Linked DNA regions of Mus musculus: all the other regions are linked to region 2. Evidence: chromatin contacts called from public Hi-C and HiChIP or PLAC-seq data. All regions are on one chromosome and are shown on one strand. The core of a region is the stretch at or near the end of the contact, and the rest is flanking DNA. Distances in the headings are between cores, read along the strand shown.

The links. Hi-C and Micro-C count contacts between places; a contact is called where the count stands out from the background. HiChIP or PLAC-seq counts read pairs in DNA pulled down with a chosen protein or histone mark.
Region 1: a Hi-C map of LSK cells shows a contact between it and region 2, with 11 times the contacts expected there. The contact joins two enhancer-like sites. A contact is called at or near these places in 3 of 39 promoter capture datasets (the C10 cell line and embryonic stem cells), 1 of 15 datasets of contacts at CTCF or cohesin (the NIH/3T3 cell line), 56 of 484 Hi-C or Micro-C datasets (B cells, the C2C12 cell line, ECoMG myeloid progenitors and 33 more), 13 of 115 datasets of contacts at active chromatin or transcription factors (DN3 thymocytes, the HPC-7 cell line, the NIH/3T3 cell line and 4 more) and 1 of 9 other capture datasets (embryonic stem cells).
Region 3: an H3K4me3 HiChIP or PLAC-seq map of bone marrow-derived macrophages shows a contact between it and region 2, with 4 times the contacts expected there. The contact joins the promoter of Kcnn1 here to the enhancer-like site in region 2. A contact is called at or near these places in 3 of 39 promoter capture datasets (cranial neural crest, embryonic stem cells and liver) and 1 of 115 datasets of contacts at active chromatin or transcription factors (bone marrow-derived macrophages).

What each region holds. Positions count from the first base shown.
Region 1 is chr8:71,745,852-71,748,551 of GRCm38.p6, reverse strand. No RefSeq gene overlaps it. Among named protein-coding and RNA genes, the nearest start is that of Gm35572, 9.0 kb to the left of the region's middle. Within about 2 kb of position 1,356, at least 27 of the 459 cell types and tissues checked have an H3K27ac peak or open chromatin away from gene starts, as enhancers often do. A contact at or near this core is called in LSK cells, where this site is marked.
Region 2 is chr8:71,295,612-71,298,311 of GRCm38.p6, reverse strand. All of the region lies in intron 2 of Myo9b (myosin IXb), which reads right to left. Among named protein-coding and RNA genes, the nearest start is that of Myo9b, 24 kb to the right of the region's middle. Within about 2 kb of position 1,356, at least 108 of the 459 cell types and tissues checked have an H3K27ac peak or open chromatin away from gene starts, as enhancers often do. A contact at or near this core is called in LSK cells, bone marrow-derived macrophages and liver, where this site is marked.
Region 3 is chr8:70,855,669-70,858,368 of GRCm38.p6, reverse strand. Kcnn1 (potassium intermediate/small conductance calcium-activated channel, subfamily N, member 1) reads left to right here and starts at 1,361. Exons shown (of 10, transcript NM_032397.3): 1 at 1,361-1,437.

The sequences.
Region 1 (2,700 bases), core at 107-2,606, 450 kb before region 2:
TGGAGGGCCATGTTCTGGTTTAGTTGTTGTTGTAGTTTCAGACAGTCTCACACTGTGGCCTGACCAGCCAAGGTCCTGTGGTCTAGGTCCTGCCTCTGCCTCCTGAGTGCTAGGGTCCCAGTTGTACACCACAGGCCTTGGGACATTTGTTTCTTTCCATATTTTGTGTTTGCACCTGTGTCAGGATGCACAAGTGCGTATCAGAGGACAATTTGCAGGATTCCACCATGTGGATTTTGGGGATTGAACTCAGATCACTGGGTTTAGCAGTAAGCACCTCTACTTGCTGAGCCATCTCACTGGCCCCTGGAAGCTGGTTTAAATGTTAATCATTTTAATCCAGCAGATACCAGTCATTCCCACCCTCCATGAATCTCTCTAGAGAAACAAAGAGGAGGCAGGTGAACATCCCCAGCACTGTGTTTCTAAGATCCCTGAGCTAGAAACCACCACAGCAGCCATAGCTAGAGGATGGACAACTTCAACATAGCACAGGTACCAAAAGGTACCACCCTCTGATACTTAGATGGAACCACAAAACTGGAAAAACACTGGCCCCCAAACACTACACACAGACCTGACAATTCTGCTCTTCTACACCCCAAAGCTCAGGAACTCAAATCCCAGGATGGGACTGTATGCAGTGTGGCTTGCATTTAAAGGCAGAAACACACTAATGATGAATGGATAAATAAAATATAGTCCAACCACAGGGGGAACAGCCCTCAGGTACAGTAGGAATGCTGCACTAGTCCACAGCACATGGGTGAAGTTAGGAAACATGATGTGGCTATTGCTCAGCTGGCAGGGTGACTACCCAGCATGTGGAGTCCTGGGTTCCATCCCCCAAAATGTAGTCTGAAGGTGGTTGCACCTGCCACCCCAGCACTGGGGCAGTGGAAGCAGGAGGATCAGGAATGCAAGGACATCCTTGGTTACATAGGGAGTTTTGGCCAGCCTGGTCTGCATGACAAAAACAAAGAAATATCCCAGCACAGACAGTGTGTGTGTGTGTGTGTGTGTGTGTGTGTGTGTGTGTGTACCCCCACTGACAAGCAATGTCCAGAACAAGCCAGTCCACTGAGGCAGGAAGCAGAACAGAGGCTGCCAGGGGTTGGAGTGATGGGTATTCTAGGGCTATGGACAAGTTCTGGAATGGACAGCTGTGAGGGTTGCACAACACTGAACTACTGAGGAACTGTCTGCTTTCAATCATGAATTTTACACAATTTCAATAAAGTGGAAGTACTCAGGGTGTGTATTCCATTCTCTAAAACCCAGCTAGCCACACAGGAAGCTAGCTGACTGCTGGCTGCTGGCTGCTGGCTGCTGACTGTTGACTGCTGGCTGCTGGCTGCTTCTGGGTGACAAGATACAGAGGGTCAGGAGACCCATGTGCTTCTGATCTTGGTCATAGTAGCAGGCTTATACCACAACCTACAATGCCACACAAACTTCCTGTGACAGGTTCACACTTTTATATTGAGGATGGCCTGGACCACAGAGGGAGGACAACACTGCAGGTGACAGTGCCCACCGAGTCTGAAAAGAAGTGAATTTTTAGGATCACCTCTGCTTGAAGCAGAGCACCTACTCCCACAATGTGTCCTGTGAGCTCCACAGAACACTAACACTTACACACTAACAAAATGGAAAGTCGAACAAATCCCACTGATCAAAAAGTAAGAAATAGGCTTGGTAATGCATAGCAGTACTTGCGAGGCTGAGACAAGAGGATCCCTAGTTCTAGGCCAGCCTGGACAACAACTAGACAGACCCTGCTTCATTCAGCAAGGACAGGGTTGGGAGTCTGTAGGAACAGTAAGGGGTTGGGATGGGGTTCACAGCCATACTTGCCTGGCAGTTCAGGCCACTCTGAAACTCAATCATAGAAAGTTCCAGGTGGTGACACCAGAGTTCAAGAACATTTTGTGTGAGAAACACAGGGACTCAAACTGAAATTCTATGCCTTAATCAGTCTACACCTACATGCCTTAACACACCTACATGCCAGTTATTCACTGCCTGTTGGCCTTCAATCAAAGATGGCCTATAGAATCAACAGGGGGTCATGCAGATGACATCAACTAGTGATGGTGTAGATACTTAGTCTGCTGCATGATATTTGCAAAATGACAACAAAGACTAATGATGTACATTGAAAAACATCTGCCAAATGAGACCTGACTGCACACTACTTGTGGACCCACAAATGCACATGCTCGTGAGTACACACACAAACACACTTGCCCTGTGCACACAAGATCATACAAACATGCCCTCATGCAAGCTCTGCCACACATTTATACACATGAGCCTTCAGACATGCACCCTTGGGTCCATGCCCAATACCACAGAAACTTGCCCACAGCCAGGTTCAGTGAAAACTACCCCTCCTAGAGCTTGCGTTCTGGGAGGTGACTCCAGTGTGCCTGTCAACTGCAGGCGCAGGAGCCCTGGTTTGTTTGCCAACAGGCTGCCTGGAAACTGGTGGCCAGGGGTTACACTGCTGCCCACCCAGTACCTAACAGGGACTGTCTCCCATGGGAAAGTCCAGAAAGGTCTGTTGATAGGTTCTGTCTAGTCCCTGGGGCATAAGGCTAACGGGGAAAACTAACAGAGCTAGGTCAGCAAGCTCCATCCCAAACCGGAAGGATATTGATAAGGTTTCTTGCTCATAATGCTTGTAGCCCTGCCAGG
Region 2 (2,700 bases), core at 107-2,606:
TGGGTCTAAGCTATATAAGGAAGGCAGGTGAGTACTGATTGTAGTGCCTTAAATCCTACCAGCACTCTACAGAGTTCAAGGCTGGCCTGGTCTATATAGTTGAGTTCCAAAGTCAGCTAATGCTATGTATGTATTAAAAAAGAAAAAAAAAAAGAAGAAAGAAAGAAAGAGAGGAAGAAGGGAAGGAAGGAAGAAAGACAGAAGGAAGGCAGGGAAGACAGGCAATAGCCTGGGGACAGCTGGTAAGCAGCATTCCTCTTTCTGCTTCAAGCTCCTGCCTTGGTGTCCATCAATGGCAGGCTATAATCTATAGCATGGAACAAGCTCTTTCTTCCCTACACTGCTTCTGGTCATAGTGCTCATCGCAGCAACAGAAAGCAAACCAAGACAATGTTGTGTCACTGGGCTGAAGACTTTATAAAGTGCAGCTTTAGCTTGAGACTGGAGTGCTGAGCCAGGGTGAGCCCTGGTTCTGTGCTGGCCAGGGGACTCCTGCCCATACCACACTACAGCACAAGCACATGGAACAGCAAGTGGCCATGTGGCCAAGCCTGAGCTGGAGAACTGAACTACGACCCTTTAACCTCTTCTTAATCACAGACTCAATGATGTCACCAACTCCCATCAGCTACCAACATGTCACCTGGGGACAAATCTCTAAAACATGACATTTTAGAAATTCCCCCTCAGACCAACAGCAGCTGCTGAGCTGCACTCTTGGTTGACAGACAGAGACAGGGGCCTCACAATGTAACCCAGACTGGCTTCAAATTCCTCCTTCCTTGGCTTCCAAGTGCTACATTGATAGTCACTTGCTGCCACACAAGCTGAACCACACATTTAACCTGTCAATATCAAGGCTGTTAAACACCCCTACTACATAGGCTGAGGTACTCCCAACTCCAGAACTTTTCACCCGAGTCAATCTGGCCAAACATCTTCACCTAGCTCTTTGGTTTCTCACATCAATGAGTCCATGTCCTCGTGGTTGGGCAGAGCCAAGCCACCATACCTCAGGGAAGCCATGACCAGTGGGCAAAGGTCCTGCGGTCCTTGGAGAGTGGAGTCTGGTTTACAGGGACACAAACCTTGGCCCTGAGCAGGAGGCAGCAGCAGCTTCAGGGCCCATTCCTGTTCTGGAGTAAAAGTGTCTATGGTGGCTGAAGTTGTGGGCTATCTCCCTCCCTCAGACTCACCTGGTGTGGCAGGGCCTGTGGCTAAGTGAAGCCAAACCCAGGGAAAAGATGTGGGTCCATGTTTCATTTCTGCTTTCAGAATCAGAGCCTCACATGTCAGCAGCAGCTGGGGACATGCCAGGGCCAGACAGTCTGTGCCCTGCTTCCCTGGAGTGAAGCCATGTCTCGGGCATACTTTCGGGTGAACCCCATGACCAATGTCCTATGTGACTCTGCTGAGCTCAGTGCTGTCAAGGGGTGCTGTGCCCATCAAGAGTAACAACCCACTGGGCTCACAAAGCTTCCAGATGTCTTACTGCCCTTGTAAGCTCAGGCAGCCAACAGCTCACACAAGTGTCTCCTTCCTGAAGGTAGGCAGTATGTTGAGGGCCTACTGCTTGCCTACTAGAGGATGCCCTGGCTCATGTTGTCCCCACATTCTTTGAAATGGCAACTATCCCGGGCATGCAGGGACACTGATTGATAGACCCCTGTCTTTCCATAGGAGTCCTCCTGTTTTCTGGCCAGTATTGCACTGTGAGGCTGCATCCGGGCCTGAGAGGACAGGAGGGCCCAGTGACACCCTGACCTCAAAGCAGCCCAACTTCTCCTTTTGGGGAGCTGAGAAAAAGTCCCTGACACTGCAAGCTGCATGTTACCTTTGGCCTATGCACAGGCCACAGTGTGGGACCCTAAGAGGACAGGAATGAGGCTAGAAAGTCACATGAGCTGGGTTAACCTGTGACCCAAGGTATACCAAGACCTGAGCTCTGGCAGCTGTAACAAGGGAAAAGAGGCCTCACAGTTTCAGCTAACATGGCTTTGCTGGATTTGTTGGTCAGTGCCTTTCATGCAGTACTCAAAAGAGGAAGTGCGGGGGTGGTGGTGGTGGTGGACAAGTTGGGACCAGCTTTGGCAACATAGAAAGGAAGGGCCATATTTGGTGTGTTACATGTCTGTAAGGCACTAGGGAGGTAGAGGCAGGAGGATCAGGAATCCATGGTCATCCTTGGCTACATAGCCTTGAGGCTAGCCTAAGCTACATGGGTACCTGTCTTAAAGTAAACATAAAACAAAACAAAACAAAAAAACTTGTGCTCACATGTACAAACCTCACCCAACACACATAATTATAAATGAAATTAGAAAAATAGATAAAAGAAAGAAATATAAATCAGGCTGAATGTGATGTATATTCCTTTAATCTTAGCACCTGGGAAAGGCAGGTGGATTTCTCTGAGTTCAAGGCCAGCCTGGTCTATATAGAGATTTCCAGGATAGGCAGAGCCACAGTGAGACCCTGTCTCAAAAATAATAAGTAAATAAATAAGATAAATTAAAATTACAAACAGAAAAAGGGTAACCTTCAGGCAGAATTCTCTGTCTCTGAGGGTGACTCCGGGCAGTATTCAGGCAGGAGGTGATGCAGGGGACACTGGGCATTCTCAGGTGTTCTTGTGTCATGTCTACAGGAGTGCTCCTGGCCCCTGGTGGAGGGAAGCTGGGAATGCTCAGAAGGACAGCT
Region 3 (2,700 bases), core at 112-2,611, 440 kb after region 2:
CAGGAGACTGAGTGCTTTGCCAGTGTTTATGACGCCCTGGCTTCTGTTGTTAGCACGGAACAAATGGGGCTTGGTGGCCCAGGCCTATCCTGTCAGGTAGGACCTGAGAGGTAGAGGCAAGATGGCCAGTTCCAGGCCATCCTCAGCTCTATAGTAAGTCTGAGCCTCACAGATATGAAACCCTTTCTAAAACAAAAAGCAAAACAATTCCTGGGTAGGGGGTAGGCAGGGAAGGCCCACAGCCACAGGCTGAGGTGGCCACATGCAGAAGGTTTAGGGGCTGGAGGCAGAACCTGGTGCTCTTGGCCTGTCCCTCTGTGGTGTCTCCTGGAACCTGCTTACATCTATCACCCCAGGCTGGTTCCATCTGGCTCCACCTATGTGGATAGTGCAGATGTGGTCCCCAACACCTGGACTGTCACTCTGTTGGTGGCTCTGCTGGGGCTCAGTGCTGTCACTGCTCCCAGGCCACTTGCTGGCCACACATCTGCCCCTCAGTCCTTCCTGAGGCCCTCTAAACTGCAAAGACATTGGGCCAGGAAGAAGCAGGAGCTGGGTGGCTGGGGTGGGGGTGGGGAGGGGATTAGGGAGGGGATACACACACTCATCGCTCGGCTGCAGGCAAACCTCAGCTCCCCAGCTTGTCAGTAATCACGTGACTGAAGGGGCGGAGACTAGACTCCTTGGTCTCTGGGATGTCTTAGAAGACACCTGAAACTCCAGCACCTTAGGAAGTAGGCTGAGAGGAGGATTTCAGTGAGTAAATTCAAGATCAGCTTTGGCTACAGAGCTATCAAAACAAACAAACAAAACCCAAGACCACAAAAAATGTTGCATGAGCTGGAAAGGGGGGCCCAAAACTGTCCCAGCGCTCAGGAGGTGAAGGGAGAAGGAACAGAACTTCAAGGCCACTCAAGGCTAACCTGGACTCCCTGGTAAGTTCTAGCGCAGCCTGTACTTCACAGTGAGTTTGACGCCAGACTAGGTTATGTGAGACCTTGATTCAAAACAAAAACTTTCATGAGTGAGCTCTGTAAGTTTGGCTTGAATGATGGGGGCAGAGCAGGTTCGGGGGTCTCCCCAGCCCTGATGATTGCAGCTGCCTGGAGCTCTTTCTGCCCGCAAGGCTAATAGGGTTTAAGATCGGGGTCCCTGAGGTGAGCGGGCTTGTCTGTCCCCAGAGATGAGGTCCAGGTGTGCAGGATCACCTGCAATAGCCAGCTGCCTGTGCACAGATGCCCATCACCGGGGTTCTTATTCTTGCCCAGTGCCCAGGAGGGAGCTTTAAGCATGGGCGGAGCCTGCGGGGTCATGGGGGTGGGGCCTGGTGCACTCAGCCAATCCAAGGCGCCGCTCATACGGGGCGGCGCTGCTCCCCCTCCCTGGCCGGTCTCGGCGGGGACGCGCTGGCACGAGGGTCCAGGTCCCCGCCCGCAGGTATTGGCGAGAGGAAGCGGGGGTGAGGGGGCTGGGGGGGCAGTAATAGCGGGTCCCTGGGCTATGCGACTAGGGACGACGCTGGGGATGGTGTTGCCACGCGGTCAGGGGTCAGGGACACAGAAGAGAGGGTGCGCGTGTCCCCCGGTGAGGGAAGATTGCGAGTGGGAGACGCTGAGTCCATAAAGTCCATGCACAAGGATGGATGTGATACGGCCAGTGACATGAGCACTCTTCGGCCACCCTAAACTGAGGTCAAGGTGCTCAGTGACAGCACCTGGGCTGCCAGACTGGCCTTGTAAGCTCCCTGGTAGCCGGTGTGCAAAGGGCAAGCAGAGCCGGGCACCCTGAGGAGTCAGTGAGCCTGGTGAGAAGAGCTCTGGCACCCTTCCTCAACTCCATTTCCCCACCAGCTGCTGGGGAGGCCACCTGACACAGGTCTAGTGTCTTGGGAGTTTCTGTCATGAGCCGTTATCACTGTGGTTCCTACAAGAGTTGTGGGAGGTGGGTGCCTCCTTGAGACTCACAGCAAGGGACACCTATTGATCCGATTTTATTTTATTTTGAGACAGGTTCTCAGGTAGCCCTAGTTGGCCTCAAAGGCCAGGCTAGCCTTGCTGTTTAGCACCTCTTGATAGGTATGTATCACCAGTCCTAGCATGGCGACTTACACCTGCCATCCCAGCACCTGGGGTTTGCCACAGTGCCAACCTGCACTATAGATTGAGAGCCTGTCTCTAAAGTAAATAAATAAAATTACAGAAGACAAGAGAAAACGGACTGAGCTGGTACCCCAGGCTCCATGACAGAAAGCAGCTCTGTCCTCAGCTCACAGCCACTCGGGCAGAGCCAGCCTGGTTCCCTGTCAAGGTCCTGCCCTCAGCCACCGCCAGGCTGTGTCCCTTAGTCTGTGTCTGACTCGGTGCTGGCAGAGGATCCAGGGGCCACCCAACCTCCCTCAGCTTTGCTCTTCTTTTTAAAACCAGAAGAGGTATCCCCCTTGTGCCTGGGGCAACAGACAGTCCTTTTAACTGGAGGCTCAAAACACAGCCAGCCCAGGACTGGTCACTGAGCCCTGCCTGCTCTGCATCTGTCCTGTGCCAGCCAGCCTGCCCAGGAAGAGGCTGTCTCAGGGAACAACATGGCAGCACCTAGGCTTGGCATATGTGTCAGACAGCTGAGTCACAGCCCCATATTGCCTCTTCACCTGTGTGTCTTGCAGGCACCCAGGCCACCTTGTCACCTGCTGTTGGTAGCTTGAGG